Linked DNA regions of Mus musculus: regions 1 and 2 are each linked to region 3. A link is a contact called in public HiChIP or PLAC-seq data. All regions are on one chromosome and are shown on one strand. The core of a region is the stretch at or near the end of the contact, and the rest is flanking DNA. Distances in the headings are between cores, read along the strand shown. Region 1 has its middle 20 kb from the start of F3. Region 2 has its middle 16 kb from the start of 4930432M17Rik. Region 3 overlaps Gm33485 (a long non-coding RNA gene).

Region 1 (2,946 bases), core at 431-2,930, 100 kb before region 3:
CTGTCCATCTGTTTCTGTCTCTGTTTGTCTCTGTCTGTCTCTGTCCCTGTCTCTCTGTCTGTCTCTGTATCTCTCTGTCTCTCTCTGTCACACACACACACACACACACACACACACACACACGCACGCACGCACACACACACACACACACACACACACACACACACACACACACACACTTATTCCAGTATGGCTAGTGTGTGCTCTACCACTGAGCTGTATTCTCAGCCTCCTTTTGCTTTTTGCCCTGAGAAAGTCTCACTAAGTCACTTGGGCTGGCTTTGGACTTCCTGTGTCGCCTAAGCAGCCCTTGAATTTTCAATCTACCATGTCAGCCTCTCCACATCTGGGATTACAGACCAACACTGTCGGACTTGGCTTAAATATATTATAAATCATTATATCCTGATAACCATGACCAGGGCTAAGCTAGCTTTGCCTCAAACTATTGGAAACTTATTATCTTAAAATCTCAAGGGCATTTTAAGCAGAATAATTATTGTGTTCTTGGAAAGGGGAATAAAAAACGAGCTAATCAAAACAGAAAGGTTTGGCTTAAATTATGTCTAAGACTGGGACATAAATCTGTTTGGCCTAAATTATGTCTAAGACAGGGACCTAAAATTCCTGGGATCTTATCTTAAGAATTTTAATTCTAATTCTTAAGAATTTTGGAGATAAGTAGTAGCCGGGCATCCAAGTGTGGTGAGAAGCTAGACTGAACCCATAGTTGCCTGGGGCTGAATGGGGGTCTTAGCCACTTTGAAGTAAATACAGAGGATTCTAAGAGACCACAGGGCTTTCCTGTTGTTTACACATATTCAGTATCCTGTAGGTAGTCCTTCTGGAGAATTCCATAGACAGGGGTTCTTCCTAACTCCTTAAGACTGGAGACCTGGGGCTGGAGAGATGGCTCAGTGGGTAAGAGCACCCGACTGCTCTTCCGAAGGTCCGAAGTTCAAATCCCAGCAACCACATGGTGGCTCACAACCATCTGTAATGAGATCTAATGCCCTCTTCTGGTGCATCTGAAGACAGCTACAGTGTACTTACATATAATAAATAAGTAAATAAATCTTTAAAAAAAAAAAAAAAATAAAGACTGGAGACCTCTCCTGCCTGTTGCAGCTCTGCTCTCACGAGCATCTTTCTTTGGTTGGGGGCGGGGAGCAAAGCAGACCAAAGAAGTTTCTCCTTCATTCTCTTCTTCCCTCTCAGCATACAAATCCCACATGAAACTTTTTTTTTCAGCTTCCAAATCAGACAATAAATTTTGCTTCACAGTGTGAAGCCAAGTAATAGATGTGCATCAGTAATAGACTACTCTAGAGGCAGACTCCCCACAGTGGAATGCATAATGGAGATTAGAATGAACAGGATCCTGCTAACAGGACAGCAGGTGACTCACATAAACATATGTCTGAGTAAAAGCAGCCAGGCAGAGAAGGATAGATAGACGCCGTATGATCTCTAAGTCAAGAGAAAGAAAAAAGAATGTGGATGGAGATTCCCACCTGCGGTTCTTCTGGGGTGCTGGATACACAACTGTGTTTTTTGTTAAAACAACAACAACAACAACACTTAACCAATTTATTTGCACATCATATGTACAGTTTCTATATATTCCATTCATCCAAACCTTTAAAAAGGTTTGTGGAAAGCCAGTGAGTGACTCAGCACACTGGCCCAAGTCCCTTCAGACTATTGCTTGATACCGCTTCCTTATCGCTCAGCCTTTCTGCATGTGGTGATTGATGTCAGGAGAAAACTCTTCAAGACCTTTCAGAACATCCCATGATAGCATCCCTGATAAGCATCATCAAGGGTTTGTAATTTTTGAGGACTAGTGACTTCCAGATGTCTGTATTATTAATTTTGGAAACCTCTCGAGAAATAGACTGTTCTTGCTGGAATCATGTGAGCTAGTATCCAAACCATGCCCTTGCCAATATCTAAACCCTGCCCTTTGTGTCAGTGATCAGAGGGAGACATTTTTACCCCCAGTGGCGAGACGGCTGAGGTGGTTATGGACTGGTGCAAGCCTTGTGTACTTGGGTTCATATGAGATTTCTCACAGTTGCCTGATGTCTCAGGGGAGGGGTGAACAGCTAGGGGCATGACTCAGCAAGGCTTCAAGAAGACCGCTTAAGCCCTATCATGCGGGCAGTCTTTGAACATTGCTCTTTATATTCAGATAGTTTGACATCTGAATTCATCTAGAGATTATTAAGGAAGAAAATAAATCAAGTGAGTATCTTAGCTCATCTTTATATGTCTTTAATGAAAGAGCAAGGGCTTAAAGTAGCTTCATGTTCATGATGACATAGGAACCCAGACCTCTCCCATGATCATCAGAAGGGCAATCTTAAGATCGTTTTCAAACTCTTGAGTCTCTAAACATGTGTATGTAGTTTGAATCTTTAAATAGATGACTCTGGAGTAAATATATTATGAAAAGCTTCATTTAACTATGGGTTAGCAGCCAAATAAAATAATACATCCTATATTTTAATGAAACTATTTTAGTTTTGTCTTCAATTTCATATCTCTCTCTCTCTCTCTCTCTCTTTCCTCTCCACACTCTCTCCATTCTCCTCTCTCTCCTCCTTCTCCTCCTCTCTCCTCTCCTCTCAGGAAGCTCAAAACATCTGTGTCAGGGTAGAATTTACAAGAATGTAACTGTTGTAAGGAGGCTGAGAATTAAAGCCCCCAAATGTGAGATTTCTAAGGACTGTCCATCAAACCTCCCTTCCTTCAGAAGCAGACACCATGTCTGAAGAAGGCACCTGACCCGAGTGATGTGCAGTTGAGTCTGGGAGAGCCTCAAGCCACTGCTGAGCTGGCCCACAGTTCTCCATGCCAGCAGTGTGGTGGGAGACAGTGAGAAACTGGGAGACACTTGGACTCTTGGCTCTGAGGGAACACCTCTCTTCATTAACTTTGAGT
Region 2 (3,068 bases), core at 538-3,037, 84 kb before region 3:
GTGACATTTTGACAGTCTTTAATGAGGCGAGGAATGGACTCAGGAAGGATCCAGGGCAAATATAGAGCACAACAAAGGCAGAGGCAGGGGCAGAGGAAATGGCATGTGCTAAGGTCCTGGGGTGACAGACTCAGCAAGATCTTAGGAGACCAAAAAAGTCAGGATGGCTGAATCACATGGGGCCTCCTGGAGTCTCACAGAGTCCTGGGGTTAATGGAAAGCTGTTGGAGGGCTTTGAGCCATGCTGTATAAAGGGATCGTGGACTACTGAAGATTATGGGAATATGAGAGCACAGGAGTTGATCTGGGAGCTGATAAAAGGGATAAGAGTGCTTAGGGCTGTGGGTTAACTGCCAGGTCTGAAGCAGGCCTCTGCTGTTGCTGAGCAAGGTAAATTTCTGCTCTGTGAACAAAGGTGCAACAAAAGGGTTGCCATGTTGTGTAACTCTAGGGAGCCCGGTGGCACTTGGATCCCACTGTGATTCCTGCCTCTCTGTTTTGCCCTTTGGAGTAGTTTAACAGCAGTTTGATTGGGAAACAGTGGTATTTGTGGACACTTGTGGCTGAGGTGAGAGATGGTGACAGCTTTGTATAAAGATTAGTGGCATGGCGGGGTAAGTGCAGAAAACCAGAATAAAAGTTGATGGACAATCCTTTCTGGATCCCAAGGGCAGAGCCACTATGGTTGAATGAACTCAGTGTCATAGCTTTGTGAGACTTCTCAGGAGGTTTCTCTCTTATTCTATCCTGGAAATGATTTTTCAGCTTCTTCCCCACTGAAAATACAGCGATTGTGAGGTTAAAGGAGACCCTATGTGTTGGCCTTCTAAAATAGGGCCTAGGGCATTCTAAATTTTAATGCATGTTAGCTGTCATCCCCATGACCATCAGAGCTGTGCATACTTCTAGCATTAATGACGTTAATACCTACTGCTCCACTGGAAGAGATCTCAGCTGCCATCCTCTCTGGTGAGGATAGCCCCCATTCCCCAGAAGCCATTAGGAAATGCTGTCCTCTGGCCACTATACCTCTAAGCAGCCTGTCCTTGTGCCCTCAGGAACCCTTCAAAGGCTCCCAAAAGACTTGAAGATGAAACAAATCAATGAGGAAAAGAGGCATCCAAGCATAAGTGAGGGCATGATTCAAAAGGTGTGATTCTCCATTTAAAGTTATAAAATCTGTGTATGTTCATCCCTTTGGCCCTAATGAATCAAACCCAAGGATGAGAGGAAGAGGGAGGCCTTGGAAGACCCCAAAGCTGTGGATACCTAACTTCTCTAGACCTCTCTCAGTCTTCTAGACAGCAGGAAGTGTGGGTGACTGCTCTGCCCCCCTGAATCCGAGGACCTGGGTACACTGCTAGAGTTACTCATCCTTCATGAGGTAACCTTGTTTTATTTGTTCTTGTATGTGTGAGCCATATAATTTTCTTCTTCCAAAGTTGTTAACGATGAGACTGTAGCCAATCACCCCACATAAAAGGAGGCTGACACTTTCTCACTCTTAAGCTTGGTAATGAGTCTGGCTGGGAGCCAGGCATGGAAGTGACTCACCTCTCCCCTCCTGTGTTAATGAGGTTTTACTGCCTTCAATCCTGACTCAAAGTAGCTCAGAGAAAAGTGGGGATCATAGATGCTGTGCTGGAGTGTTGCTATATAATGACATACTCAGGTGATAAGCCAATAGGAGCTACTCTAGCAGGCCCACCATCCCTCCGAGCCTGCTGCAGACACAGCCCGGTTCCTACAATGGGCATCTATTCCCCTTGTCCTCATCTGCCAGGATGCGGTGACCAAACTCCGACATTCTCTTGAAAGCCTAATCAGGCTCTTTAAGACAACTAGTGGGCTGGATTCTAATCAGTCATTGGCACTTTCCCCAGATTTCTAATACCAGCCACTTTGGCTCTTCTTAGGGATACTAATGAGAGACCTGACCCAGGGGAGGGCTCCAGCAAAACAAAGTTACTGGGGGACTTTCTGTGTAGTTTTCCTTTTTTAGTTAAATGACTGTTCTGGGCCACACCAAGGATCCTGGCCCTTTAGAAGCTAGCCAATCCTTCATTCAATACACATTATCTACCACCAACTAAGTATAGACTTTGAGGATCGAGAGACAAAGCACATAGTTCCTTTTGTTGAACTTTAAGGTCAAGTCTCAGGGAGCTGGTAAGACTATGGCAGTTGTGTGTGTATGAGGTCACCAGTATTGGGTGGTGCCTTTAGTGCAAGCTCAGAGACATCAAGGGATCACCTGAGAGGGACCCCAGAAAAGGTGTGAGAAAGTAAATGGTTCCTACAGATTCAGGGGACACCTAAACAGAAGGACCATGAATGGAGAAAGGACAGCATGTAAGAAGAATGTATAATAAAGATGGCTTGCTATGACAACTCACATTACCCACCCTTTTCCATCTTTCTGGCCATGAAGATGGAAGGTACTTCTCTGTCTCACAGACAACTTTGTCTCGCCCCCCCCCTTCCCTACAACCCCCCAAGGTTTCATTCAGCCTAAGGCTGACCTGGAATTCTTACATGAACTTCAGATCCACCTGCCTCTACTTCCCCAATGCTAGGATTACAGGTCTGCACCACTATGCCCAGTTCATATGGTACAGAGGATGGAACACAGGCAAACACAAGCTAGGCGAGCACTCTACCATCTGGGCTATGTCCTGCAATTTTGTGGCAGTTCTGATCAGTGGATGTGTAGAGGGGATGGCTGGGCCTGGCCCATGGCAGCCTCTTGGGTGTCCTCTTTACACGCTGGACTGTTTCAGCTTGTTGTGCCAGAGGAATCAGGTCATGAAGGAGCTCCAGTGTCACCTGAAGTGATTCCAAGTGAGGGGGCAGCTAATAAGGAGCTGAGCCCAGGGAAGTGACCCAGCTCCAGCCCACCAGAGCTATCTACCATAAGATAGCAACCATCCATCTGAAGTTCCTCTTGGCTCTGTCTCTCCCTTATTCCAACCCCTCCTGACCCACGCTCTAATCCCGTGATGCCTCCCTCTGTCCCTGTCCTCCTTCTTGCTGTCCCCTCCTTGCTTTCCTCCTCCCCTCTGGGGCCT
Region 3 (2,930 bases), core at 47-2,546:
ATTCTAAGCTGTGGTTGGGGAAATGGCTGTCAACAAGGTAGAAGTCCCTGACTTTCTGAGGAGGGCATTCGAGCAAGGAGGCAGACAAGACCATGACTATGTAAGGTAGTGTCAGGCTGGGAAGAAGATGAAGCAAGCAGGAGCTGGCCTTGAGAAGTAGGCTCAGGGAGGGCCTCCTTGAAGAAAGGCGCATGGGTAAAAACAAGGCCCAGTGGAGACAGAAGCTTGCCTCTCTGGAAGAACTTTACATCACAGTGATGGAAACGGGCGTGGCCTAGAGAAGCCAAATTTAGCAAAGAGGAGTGGGAGGATAGGAAGAAAGGTGGGGAGCCTGAGTAGGAAGTTCAACTAGTATCTATGGGGAATAATGATTAATAGCATCCGTGCCATCCAAAACCGGGAAGTACTTGTCTTGGTCTGCTGTTCTGTTGCAACAACATAGTCTCGGACAGTGTGGCTTGTTAACAACAGAACTTCATTTTTCACCGTTCTGAAAGTCGGGAAGTCTAAGAGTAAAGCACTAGTAGGTTCAGATCTACTAAGAACCAGTTGCAGGGTTCCAGATAGCATCTTGTTGCTGAATCTTCCAGAGTAGAAGCTGCAGCGTCTTCACACAGAGGGGAAAACAGAGAAGGCAAACCCTTACCCTCAAACCCTTTACAAAGGCCCAAATCCCATCCAAGTGGGGTTCTTAGCACTGTTGCATTTGAAGATTAATTCTCAACATAAATTTTAGAGGCTGGCCCACATTCAAACCACAACAATGCTCATGTGAGAATAAATTATCCGTTGTTAATCGGAAATTCTAATTTGACTCCAATAGCCCGTTTTAGTTGATAAACAGACTCATGTTTGATCCCCGGGCCAACACAGCTCATCCTCTTCCTTTGCATGTAAGCACTGATGTGAGACTGAACTGTCAGCACAGGGCTGGGGTGTAGCTCACGGGTAGAGAGGGCTTGCCTGAGTAAAATGCCAGGGTAGGGTGTGGAACGGTTGGAGCTGCTCAGTGAGGCGTAATGTGTAGAAATGGAACCAAGTGACCTCGTTCCCAGTGTTCTCCCAGAATTGGATTTTTTTCATTTCAAATCCAACAGAAAAGGAAGCAGAGCTGTCTGCGCCAGCTTACAGGGAGTCAGCGGCTTGCTGTTCCCCGCCCTTCCCAGGCCAGGGACATTGCTTCATCACACACTGGAAAAAAAAAAAAAAAAGAGGCAGGGAAGCAGCCCGTGCAGGGCCCAGCAATTGCCTTATAAGGACATTGGCTAGGCCAGCCAGGTGTGTCATCCCAGAGCTGAGAGGCCCCCTAGTGTGTCCTCCATGAGTCAAGGCCTTGGGAGGGTTAAGGGGTGAGGTGGCCTCAGAAGGCCCATGGCTGCAAGTGAGCAGTCTCACTTTCTCACTTTCTTTCCTGCTACTTGATCCCAGGAATCCACAATCTCATTCACCTTCACATTTGGGAAAGTGGAAAAGGATATTTTAATTAAAATAAAAAAAAAAATAGGTGCTTGTGTTAGCATTTCTTCTAGGCGCTGCCTCCACAGTTACCTGGCAACAGCCAGGAGTGCCTAACTCACTATAACAGGGGCTGCTTGCCCCCTCCTCTCTCTTGCTGTCTTGCCTTCTTGCTCTCACTTTGTCCTTCCCTCCTGCTCCCCCTCTCTCCTTACTCCCCTCCACCCCCTCTTTCTCATGACCGGCCTCTACCTCTCTGTCTCTGTCTCTGTCTCTCTCCCCCACCCCCCTTCTCTGTCTCTACTACCCTCTCAACTCCCCTCCCCAGGCCCTGAATAAACTATTCTATACTATACCTTTGTCATGTGGCTGGTCCCTCGGGAAAGGGATGCCTCAACATGGACCCACAGAGGCACCCCTTCCCCTACACCTGACTGCACACCCACCAAACATATTCCTTCTTTCTTTATTTTTATACAACACAACAGATTGTAAGTTGTTACTTCAGTAGCCAGAGTGTCTGCTCTGGGGTCTGCTGAAATAAAGAAAATGTAGACTTTGGAGAGCGCCCCATCGACAATGGACACACAGAGACCCTAGAAGCAAGGAAGCCGCATGTCGTGGCTCTGTGCTGGGAGGGATGCAGCCCACTAATCAGAAGGCTGTTTTCCAAGGGGAGGCGTGAGTATGAGGCTTTTAGAAGGATTTTTTAAAAAGAAGAAGCACAGAAAATACAGCAAAAGCCACAGAAATAGCACCGTAGATGCCAGGGACTTTGCAGAGAGCAGGGCCGCCCATGTTGAACCACCCCTCATCCCACCTAGACCCTTCCACATCTTCCAAGATGGCAGATACTCGCAGTTTGGCAGTTTGTGTGCTGGGGTAGATGGGGAGACGTAGGAGAGAATAATTAATGCGATTAGATAACATCTTTCTCCATAACCCCGCCCCCATTGCTGTTGGTCTGTAGGTGATTGGCGGAGGGTGATGTTCACCGGCTGTCTGTGCTTCCTTCAAGATTTCATTGGCTCTCAGCACTTCTGCTGGCCCGGTGGCTTGCTTACTGAGGTAACATGGATTTTCTTTTCCTGCCCTGTGAAGGGTTTATCTGGTGCCTCTGGAGTTCGTACCTCTTTCCTGGGAGCACAGTGCTTCACACCTCCAGCTTTTCCCACACAAGCAGCACAGAGTGCGTGATACACTGAATCCAAGGCGGGATGCTTCCCATGTCCCTGGAAGGGGACTGGAGAAAAAAGAAGTAAATTTGGGGGGTTCTCTAAAAATAAGTCAAGCTAAGCACACACAAGAAAGACTAAAGGGGGAACCGGAAATCAGCTGTTGTGTCCTGGTAGCATATTTAATGTAAGAGACAGTGAGTCAGAATTCCAAATTTGCATAACTTTGATCCAGTCATTACAAGAATTTGTTCTACAATCAGAGAAGTACCAAATTTATAAGGACAGTTGAGAGGTGTT

Evidence for each region. HiChIP or PLAC-seq counts read pairs in DNA pulled down with a chosen protein or histone mark.
Region 1: a contact with region 3 is called in a CTCF HiChIP or PLAC-seq map of the NIH/3T3 cell line, with 13 read pairs. The contact joins two enhancer-like sites. A contact is called at or near these places in 1 of 15 datasets of contacts at CTCF or cohesin (the NIH/3T3 cell line), 5 of 484 Hi-C or Micro-C datasets (bone marrow-derived macrophages, cortical neurons, embryonic fibroblasts and 2 more), 7 of 115 datasets of contacts at active chromatin or transcription factors (embryonic fibroblasts, embryonic stem cells, epiblast stem cells and 3 more) and 1 of 9 other capture datasets (bone marrow-derived macrophages).
Region 2: an HNF4G HiChIP or PLAC-seq map of pancreatic cancer cells shows a contact between it and region 3. The contact joins two enhancer-like sites. A contact is called at or near these places in 1 of 39 promoter capture datasets (cranial neural crest), 1 of 15 datasets of contacts at CTCF or cohesin (the NIH/3T3 cell line), 4 of 484 Hi-C or Micro-C datasets (group 2 innate lymphoid cells, hematopoietic stem cells, liver and 1 more), 5 of 115 datasets of contacts at active chromatin or transcription factors (the 3134 cell line, embryonic stem cells, pancreatic cancer cells and 1 more) and 4 of 9 other capture datasets (adipose tissue, embryonic stem cells, liver and 1 more).

Annotation. Positions count from the first base shown.
Region 1 is chr3:121,702,480-121,705,425 of GRCm38.p6, reverse strand. No RefSeq gene overlaps it. Among named protein-coding and RNA genes, the nearest start is that of F3, 20 kb to the left of the region's middle. Within about 2 kb of position 1,680, at least 25 of the 459 cell types and tissues checked have an H3K27ac peak or open chromatin away from gene starts, as enhancers often do. A contact at or near this core is called in the NIH/3T3 cell line and pancreatic cancer cells, where this site is marked.
Region 2 is chr3:121,685,305-121,688,372 of GRCm38.p6, reverse strand. No RefSeq gene overlaps it. Among named protein-coding and RNA genes, the nearest start is that of 4930432M17Rik, 16 kb to the right of the region's middle. Within about 2 kb of position 1,787, at least 53 of the 459 cell types and tissues checked have an H3K27ac peak or open chromatin away from gene starts, as enhancers often do. A contact at or near this core is called in pancreatic cancer cells and trophoblast stem cells, where this site is marked.
Region 3 is chr3:121,600,502-121,603,431 of GRCm38.p6, reverse strand. It overlaps Gm33485 (a long non-coding RNA gene), which reads left to right. Exons shown (of 4, transcript XR_001783961.1): 2 at 2,426-2,523. Among named protein-coding and RNA genes, the nearest start is that of Gm33485, 4.7 kb to the left of the region's middle. Within about 2 kb of position 1,296, at least 128 of the 459 cell types and tissues checked have an H3K27ac peak or open chromatin away from gene starts, as enhancers often do. A contact at or near this core is called in the NIH/3T3 cell line, pancreatic cancer cells and trophoblast stem cells, where this site is marked.